3 separate regions of the Mus musculus genome follow, and all the other regions are linked to region 2. Evidence: chromatin contacts called from public HiCAR-type and promoter capture Hi-C data. All regions are on one chromosome and are shown on one strand. Each heading gives the region's core, a stretch centred on a gene start, on an enhancer-like site or on the middle of the called end of the contact. The rest is flanking DNA. Distances are from core to core; before and after follow the strand shown. Region 1 holds the start of Kctd3 (potassium channel tetramerisation domain containing 3). Region 2 holds the start of A430027H14Rik (RIKEN cDNA A430027H14 gene). Region 3 holds the start of Cenpf (centromere protein F).

Evidence for each region. Promoter capture Hi-C pulls out the DNA fragments that hold promoters and counts their contacts. HiCAR-type assays count read pairs that join an accessible place to other places.
Region 1: a HiCAR-type map of astrocytes shows a contact between it and region 2, with 2.4 times the contacts expected there. The contact joins the promoter of Kctd3 here to the promoter of A430027H14Rik in region 2. A contact is called at or near these places in 4 of 39 promoter capture datasets (the 3T3-L1 cell line, 3T3-L1-derived adipocytes, cranial neural crest and 1 more), 1 of 15 datasets of contacts at CTCF or cohesin (the NIH/3T3 cell line), 4 of 115 datasets of contacts at active chromatin or transcription factors (astrocytes, embryonic forebrain, epiblast stem cells and 1 more) and 1 of 9 other capture datasets (adipose tissue).
Region 3: a promoter capture Hi-C map of hippocampal neurons shows a contact between it and region 2, with 2.0 times the contacts expected there. The contact joins the promoter of Cenpf here to the promoter of A430027H14Rik in region 2. A contact is called at or near these places in 1 of 39 promoter capture datasets (hippocampal neurons), 1 of 484 Hi-C or Micro-C datasets (cerebellar granule neurons) and 1 of 115 datasets of contacts at active chromatin or transcription factors (SST interneurons).

What each region holds. Positions count from the first base shown.
Region 1 is chr1:189,006,440-189,009,139 of GRCm38.p6, reverse strand. Kctd3 (potassium channel tetramerisation domain containing 3) reads left to right here and starts at 1,300. Exons shown (of 18, transcript NM_172650.2): 1 at 1,300-1,610. The coding sequence starts at 1,528.
Region 2 is chr1:189,341,756-189,344,494 of GRCm38.p6, reverse strand. A430027H14Rik (RIKEN cDNA A430027H14 gene) reads right to left here and starts at 1,444. Exons shown (of 3, transcript NR_165462.1): 1 at 1,155-1,444; 2 at 390-536; 3 at 1-28. Kcnk2 (potassium channel, subfamily K, member 2) reads left to right here and starts at 1,142. Exons shown (of 7, transcript NM_001159850.1): 1 at 1,142-1,452. The coding sequence starts at 1,407.
Region 3 is chr1:189,686,795-189,689,588 of GRCm38.p6, reverse strand. Cenpf (centromere protein F) reads left to right here and starts at 1,503. Exons shown (of 18, transcript NM_001081363.2): 1 at 1,503-1,613.

The sequences.
Region 1 (2,700 bases), core at 51-2,550, 340 kb after region 2:
TGAACTCAGGACCTTCGTAAGAGTAGTCAGTGCTCTTACCCACTGAGCCATCTCACCAGCCCCAGAAATAATCTCTCTGTCTGTCTCTGTCTCTCTCTCCCCTCCTTCCCTCTCTTACCCTCACACTCTCCCTCTCTCCCTCCCTCCCTCCCTCCCACCTTCTTTTCCTCCCCTTTCTCTTTTTGAGACAGGGTCTCTGTATCTCAGGCTGACCTCAAATTCTATGTAGTTGAGGAGGCCTCTAGTCCCTTCCTTATTCTTTTTCCTTGGTTCCCCCTACCCCCACAGTGCTGAGGTTACAGGATAGCACATCTGGTGTGGCTGTCCTTTATAAAAATCAATTCTGGAGCCAGGCGGAGGCAGAGGTAGGCAGATTTCTGAGTTCGAGGCCAGCCTGGTCTACAAAGTGAGTTCCAGGACAGCCAGGGCTATACAGAGAAACCCTGTCTCAAAAAAAAAAAAAAAAAAAAAAATCATCAATTCTGGAGAAAGTGTATCATCTCAGTGGCATATTTGGCAGCAAAATTAAGCAATGTTTAATGAGGATAAGATGTTTTCTATCCTCTTATAGTTCATCAGTTTTAAATTTTATGAGAAAACTATTAGACATTTAATGCTTACAGTTTAGCTTGTTGAATTAGATATCTTTGAAATATAGTGTGCTGTCTCCATTAGCTGACCTACATCCCATTGCCATAGTACTCTTTAAAAGTATGATTTAGAGGTTGGACATTTAGGTCAGTGATGCCTAGCAAGCACAAGGCCTCATCATATTCCATCCCCAGGAGGACACACTCACACACACACACACACACACACACACACACACACACACACACACGAAATCGCTAAGGTTTGGTGCTCCAATGCATAATGCTGAGAGAGAGAGAAACAAAAATCAATCAGTAAAGAAAATAAAAGTGCGTGTATGTACAATCTAGAAACATGTTGCTGGATACCGCTCACTCCAGCAGGGTTTTTGCTTTCTCCTGCCCTGAGGAGTGGTGGCATGGAAACTATGCAGTTTGCAGGTAATGCGCTGTATGGTGTTCAATATCTTTTCATCGAGTGTACTTAGATCAGTCTGAATAACTGCGAAAGTTTCTTTTTTACCTAAATCTTGTGCTGGTGAAGAGGCAAGGGGCAAATCTTTCCTAGGCCATCGGTGGCAGAAGACCCTTCGTCCAGCCCCGCCCATCGCCAGGAGCTCCTCCCTCTCACCAGCCCCGCCCACTCCTTCTTCGTAAGCGTGAAGCGCCGGCGCTACAGCTTTTTGTCCCTCGCGGCGACCCGTCCTCCAGATGGTTGTGGCGGCCGCCATGGAGGCGAGTGGGCTCTGAGGAGAGGCCGGGCTGGGCCGGCGGCCTCCAGCCACGAGCGGCGGAGGCCACGAACACGTAGTGGGGGAGGCTGGAGCGAGCCGGGCCGCTGCGGGAGGCTCGGCGTTCCGAGTGTGCTCCGGCCGCCGAGCCGCCGCTCCTGGCTCCGGCTCCGGCTCCGGCCCTGGCTCCGGCTCCCGCCGCAGACATGGCGGGCGGGCATTGCGGCAGCTTCGCCGCGTCGGCGGCCAGCAGCGGGGAGATCGTGCAGCTGAATGTGGGGGGGACCAGGTGAGCCCGCGACCGCGCGGGAACAGTGGGTGGGACGCCCGCTGCTGTAGGAGTGGCATGTGCCAGCCTAGGTGGGATAGGTGTTACAGCCGGGGCGGCGTCTGCACGGCCAGGTGGGGTACCCTCGGCAGGGCAGGGTGGCATCTACCTGGTCAGGTCGGGTACCCACTGCAGGGCAGGGCGGCGTCTACCTGGTCAGGTCGGGTACCCTCCGCAGGGCAGGGTGGCATCTACCTGGTCAGGTCGGGTACCCACTGCAGGGTAGGGCGGCGTCTGCACGGCCAGGTGGGGGACCCGGAGACAGGTAGGTACAATTTTGCATGATCCAAGCAGCCCTATGCACTCTTCAGAGTCTGGTTCCAGGTCGAGTGTATAGACTGTTAAAACTCAGTCTTTATTCCCCCGGGTTCCTATGGTGTAAGTAAGGCCACAGGAACACAGTTGGCATGGTGGGCCTGCCTGACCAAGTGACTTGGGGCCTCTGGAGGGTTGAGGCATGCTGACACCGAGCTGTCAGCGTTGCAGCTGGTTGTCGTCTCCCGTGCTAGGGCTTGAGTTGTTGCATAGGAGCAACCGGTTGGACTGTTGAGTCTTTAGTCTCTATTAGACCTTCCACTCCCATTTTGTTGGAGTGGAAGTTTGTTGGCAAAACAAACAAACAAACCAAACAAGCAACAAAACCAAAAACCCATTTTTGTATTTGCCGTGACTTACACATGACTCTTCTCAGAAAAGGATATTGCCCCTACTAGTTGAGGGAAGCTTGGGTTTAAGGCATAGTAAGAATAGAGGGAGAGGGGGGTTCTAATGCGCAGGCTATTCTGTTGTCCTGGGAAGGCTAGTTTTCAATGTCTTAAGATTTTAAACGTGTAACACTTTTGTTATTTAAAAATACAAATTAACAGTTGTGAAACAATGGGCTCTCTGAGTGCTGGAGAACTTGGGGTGGTCTTCCTGCTTTGTCACCTTTTACCTCCAAAGCAAAGTTTTAACAGTTGGAGACCTTGCACCTCTAGTGCATTCCTTAAGTAGCAGGTCATATGCAAATGACTTCCGCTGCATTTTATACTTACTAGGTCCTGTGCAAATG
Region 2 (2,739 bases), core at 195-2,694:
CTGGGGTTCTCCAAGTGCTGGGGAGGGGCTGGCCAACGAGTTCAGCCTGAGGGCTGGTGTCTTCCAGCCCCACAAAATCTGCCCACGCCCACAGCATTCAGCATCCTTAGCATCAGCCTTGGGATGGGATGGCAGGTTGTTCCAGAGAATGTAGTCTGTTTCCCTCCATCCTCCCCTGACTCAGTCATACAGTTCCTTTCGGATTCAGGAACTCCAGGCCCAAATCAAGCAGCCCTGAGAGTGCTGTGACTATTGCTTAACCCTTCCCCAGTGTAGCCTGGAACAGCTGGCACCATACTCTTGCAGTCCCCACTCTGAGGCTCACAAGGCAGCGGGATGGTATCTCTGTGCCACCCTGGTGGAGGGGCGCTAGCGAGGAAGATACTCACCTGTAGAGATCTGGGGTCTCTCTTGACACCCGGACTGGATTCGGGAAGGCATGGAAGACGCATGCATGACAGCTAGAGCAAGAGGTGGCAGGAGGACGCTGGGTGATGGGTGCAGGTGAGGCTCGAGCGGGAGGCAGGCCGAGGGCGCTGCGGGGAGGACGCATTGGCAGCTGGGGCGACGCGGACGCGCATAGGGCTGGGAGGGGTGTGCGGGGAGGCGAGCCCGGGCGGGGACACCGCAGGAGCAGGAGGAGGGAGTTCGGAAAGGAGGGAAGAGCGGCGAGGCGAGGGGAGAGTGGTGCTACGGGCCAGGCGGGCCACCCCGGGCCACACCCCCACCTTGCGGGCGCCCGGCGGGGCTCGAGCCAGGCGGGGCGCCTCACAAAGACATGCGGAGAGGGGCTGCACAGGGCCGCGGCACAAAGACACCCGGGTGCTCGGCCGCACGGGCTGCAGTGATCACCCCCTCGCTGAGCCCCGGGGCAGAGCCCAGCCGCCGGCCGAGCGCACGGAGCCAAGGGCCGAGCGCACCCAGGGCCCGCGCGGGACCCCAGGCGGCCACGCAATCGGGGTGACCCATCGCGCGCGGGGGCGTCGTCGTCCGATCCCAACTTGGCCTCGGCCTCGCCCTCTGCCCAGCCTGCCACCGCTGGTGTCCTCTCCTTCCGGCGATTTCGTTTCTTCTCACGCTCCCCCCTCTATACCCCTCCCGCCTCCAGCCCCGCTCTCCCCACCTTGTAAAACAAAGCCGGGGAAAATGCCTACCCGTGCAGCTCGGAGCGCGCAGCCCGTCTTGGAATAAGGAGTGAGTACAATGGCGTGTTGGTAAAAACAAAAAAGAAAAAAAAAAGAAAGAAAGAAAAAGAAAAGAGGAAAGAAAGAAAGAAAGAAAGAAGGAAAGAAGGAAAGAAAGAGAAAAGAAAAGAAAACAGAGAGAGAGAGAGAAAGAAAAGAAAAAAGCACCAAGTCTGTGTTAAAACAAACAAACAAACAAACATTTTGAATGCTGCATGCCTCATGCTTGCCAGCGCCTCGCGGGAGAGACCCGGCTATACTGCAGGAGGTGAGACCCTGGGCATCCATCCTGGCCCGCGCACGCTCTCCCGGGAGGGCAACGCAGGTCCCCTAGCTTCTCATCTTCCTCTCCATTCTGTGGGTTGGATGTGATTCGGGCTTGGTGACCTCAACCCCAGCACGCATACATTCCTGGCTCCGTCTTGCGCTTTTCCGCTGGTGCCTGGGGTTTTTGCGTTTGCCTCCCTCGGGTGTTGGTTTGGCGCAGCTTAAGACAGTTTCCAGAGAGGAGGGTCAGCCCTAGAGAGTAGCCCTCAAGCAGGTTGCACGGTGGCCCTGATCACACTTGTTGCCCATTGCATGGGGGACACGCAGTAGTGCTGGGGCAAACAATTAAAAGCTTGTTTCTGCTGCTGTTTTGGGGGTACTGGTGGCTGGCGGGCGGGAGAACCGATTATGGATGAGGACCAGAGACCAGGAGCTTAAAGAGGAGGACCATGGGGGAGGGGAGCGATAGTGATGGTGTGAAGGGTGTGTGGAAAGACCTGCCTCGCCTCTCACCGAACAGTAGAGGCTGGGAATCCAGTATCTAGATTAGATAGGGTTCAGGAAAGGCGCGCGCGCGGGGTGGGGGGGGGGGTGTTTTGTTTTTAAAATATTTATTCTGTATGCCACCAGATTCTATCCATTAAGTCTGCCAATTGTGCATTATCTGTTTCTGCTAATTAAATATAAGGACATAGCTTAAAAGAATTAAACTCCTTCAAGAAATTTATCAGCCCAACACACACACATACTTTGGTCACACACTGTGGTCATACATATACACACACACACTATGGTCTCTCACACACAGAAAGAGAATGGGGAGGGAGGGAGGAGGGAGGGAGGGAGGGAGGGAGGGAGGGAGGGAGGGAGAGAGAGAGAGAGAGAGAAAATAAAAGAATAAAATACATTACCATATCTGCCCTCTCTCCCCCCACCAAGTGCATCATGACAGTATCTTGGAGGAATTTCAGGCTGGGCTGGGTAACATTGGTGGTGGTTTCTAATTCTCTCTATGAAAAAGCTTTCTGAAAATCAGTACCTCTGGGGAGTGGGGGACCTTTGCTTAGAGAGGTGCTGTGGGGCTTCTTTGCTGTGATGGTTTGTTTTTGGGGGGTCTTTTGGTGTTTTGGGGGGCTCAATTTTATTTTATTTTAGTCAGAATCTGAGTCCTCATGAGGCTACAGGTGATGGTGATTTTTAACTGCTGTAAGCACTTCTAACAGCTCTTAAAAATCCAAACAGCCAACATCTGGCTGAGTGCTTATTTCAAGTGTCCTTGCCCTTGTCA
Region 3 (2,794 bases), core at 254-2,753, 350 kb before region 2:
TTTTCTAATACTCTTGTTGCTATCAGTTGGAGTCAAATTACCAGAAACCAGAGGTCTTAGAATAGCAAAGAATTAAAGAGAAAAACTCCTGAAAGCAAGCAGCTTTTGGACATACAATAGCAAAGAATTAAAGTCAGAGAAATTGCTAAAAGTAAGTAGTCTTTGGCTACAGAATAGCAAAGAGAACTGCCAAAGATAAAGCAGCTTTGGTCTCCATCTGACTCTGTAACTCTTAGCTGCCTTCCTGGGGAAACTGGGTGCTGGGATAAGCCCTGGGCACTAAGTGACCCTAAAAAGAAATGGGATGTGAGCAGAGAGACAATGAGAGGGATCACTGGAGAGGAAAGAGGAACTGAGAGCATTTTTATGTTTTAATTTTATGTGCATGCATGTTTTGCCAGCACGTATGTCGTTACATACCTGTTGCCTGTGGGCCCAGAAAAGGGAATCAGATTCCCTGAGCTGGATTTATAGATAGTTGTGACCTACTATGTGGATGTTAGGAACTGTACCCAGGTCTTCTGCAAGAGCAGCAACTGCTGAGCCACCTCTACAATTCCAAGGATATTTACTTCTTTTTTTAAAATTATTTTATTTTAAATTTATTTTCCACACTCCATATTCCATACCCCCGCCCCTATCCACCCTCCGTTTGCATCACATCCCATACCTCCTATGGATATTTACTTTTAAAGAAAAATATTTAGGCATTTAGGTGCTATTAGGAAAGTGGAAGCAGTATACTCAGTTTAGAAGAGCCTTGTGAATATTTGAATCTGATGAAGTGTTCCCCTCGGATCTCATATTCAGTAAATCCTGTCGGCGTGAGCCACCACAACCCATGCGAATCGCATATCCAGATTTTGAAAATATGGAGATGACAGAGAGGTCAGCAGTTGAGTTTTGCATGCATGTCTAGATTCAAGTTCAGATTATTTGTTATACTGTGCCTCTGTTATCCGCCCCCCCACCCCCCGCCTCCCCTCCCCTCTTCTTTTCTTTTCGAGACAAGGACTCTTGTCTATAGCCAGGCTGTCCTCCAAACGCCCTCCGCAGGGCTGCTATGGCAGGTGCGCGCCAACTTTTAAAGTAATAATCAACTTCGCAGCTAACTTTTATAATAATAATCCCCTCAGAGCTAACACCTTACGCTTGTCCTACGGTTAGAGCGAGCGGCCTCCCCGCAGCACAGACCTCACCTTACCCTGCTCCTCAAGCCCGCCCAGCCGCTCAGGGTTTAACCCTCATTCAGACCCGCAGTCCGCTCCTCCCAGCGTGCGGAGCCCGTCTCTAGGCAACGCCAGTGCATCCGACGTCTGCGCAGGCTCCGCCGCCGGCTCTGCTTGTTTTTAAACAGTCGTCCAAAAGGGCCAATCAGAGGCGGCTCACCGAGAAGCCGGGTGAGGACTGGTCGAAAGCCTCTCGCCATGGCCAATGGGCGTGGAGGCTAGCTGGGCGGGACCGGAAGTGAGCGGGAGGGAAGAGGGGCGGCGGCGGCGGGCAGTTTGAATCGCTCGTGCTGGTCGGGGAGGAACGGTGCGCTGTGTGAGGAGCTCGGCGGTGAGGAACTCGGGGCTCGCAGAGCCCGGAGCCAGGTTCTGTGAGGAGCTCAGGTGAGCAGCGTCCCCCCTCGGGGCCCCCGTCCTCCGCCCGCGGCCCCCCATCGGAGGCCCGCATGGTTTCTAGAAGCTTCTTTCTCACTTGGCGGCTTAGGGTCGCCAGGGTGCCAGGCTGTGCTGTGTGCTCAGCAGCCAGAACTAGCTAGCACTGGCAGAGAGGCAGGGGATCCTGACGGAGGACAACAGCAGAAACCTGCCAGACCCTCTTTAGGGCCTGAGGCGGGCGGTGGGCCCATGAACGGAGCCCTCCGCATTTTAAAGACATACTTTCGGTGGAAGTTCTTTTACACCGTCACCACAGAGATTTTGCTTCATCTTTCAAAGTCTTCTTCTCAGACCCTGCCTCTTTAATCTTAATTTTTTACATTTACGGATTTTACAACTTTTGCTCTAGTGACCCGATTTAGGTGGCTGACAGGTTGTTCCGTACCCAGTCAACACCTAATGGCAATTAGGCGATCGGTGTGATGTATTTATATATAAGTGTAGGAGAGGTAGAAAATGTATATAAGTGTGTAATGAACATAGTAAAAAAAAATGCCTTTTAAACACCCAAGACTAATAACCAAAACTCTGACATCACTCACTCCAAATAACAATCCTAAAACCCCATGATCCCCAGTGAACAGTATATAATTGGAGACTAAGACAATGCTCTGCGCTGCACATATGAGAAGACACCACCATAATCTGCCCTCAGGAGCCTCAAATCAAAAACTTCTGTTGGCTTGTAAGGCCTTAATGGGAAAGGTTGTGTGTAGTCTTGCTTCAATTTGATGTCCCAGGATCAGGTGGTATCCAAGGGGGTCTCCTCCCCTCTCTGAGAAGGGAAGGTGTTTGTGAGGATGGGACTGGGATCACAGGCAGAAGGGGAGGCTACCATTAGGATGTAGAATGAATAAATAATAATAATAAAAAGGAAAAAAAAAACTGAACCTGACAAGCTAAAATATGTCACCCAGGTGAGCAGCCCTGGGAAGATAGGGTTAAGACTGTAATTAGAAATTTAAAGTGTAAATACTGTATACTAATCCTCAGCATAATAAAATATAACTTTAGTTATCTTAACTACATTTGTAAATATCTTCTTGCTCTCAACAAAGTGTGTGACTACAAACATGAATATAGCTGTTTGTAGGTTTTGAATTAGAAAATAAACCTGCTGGATTCCCTTG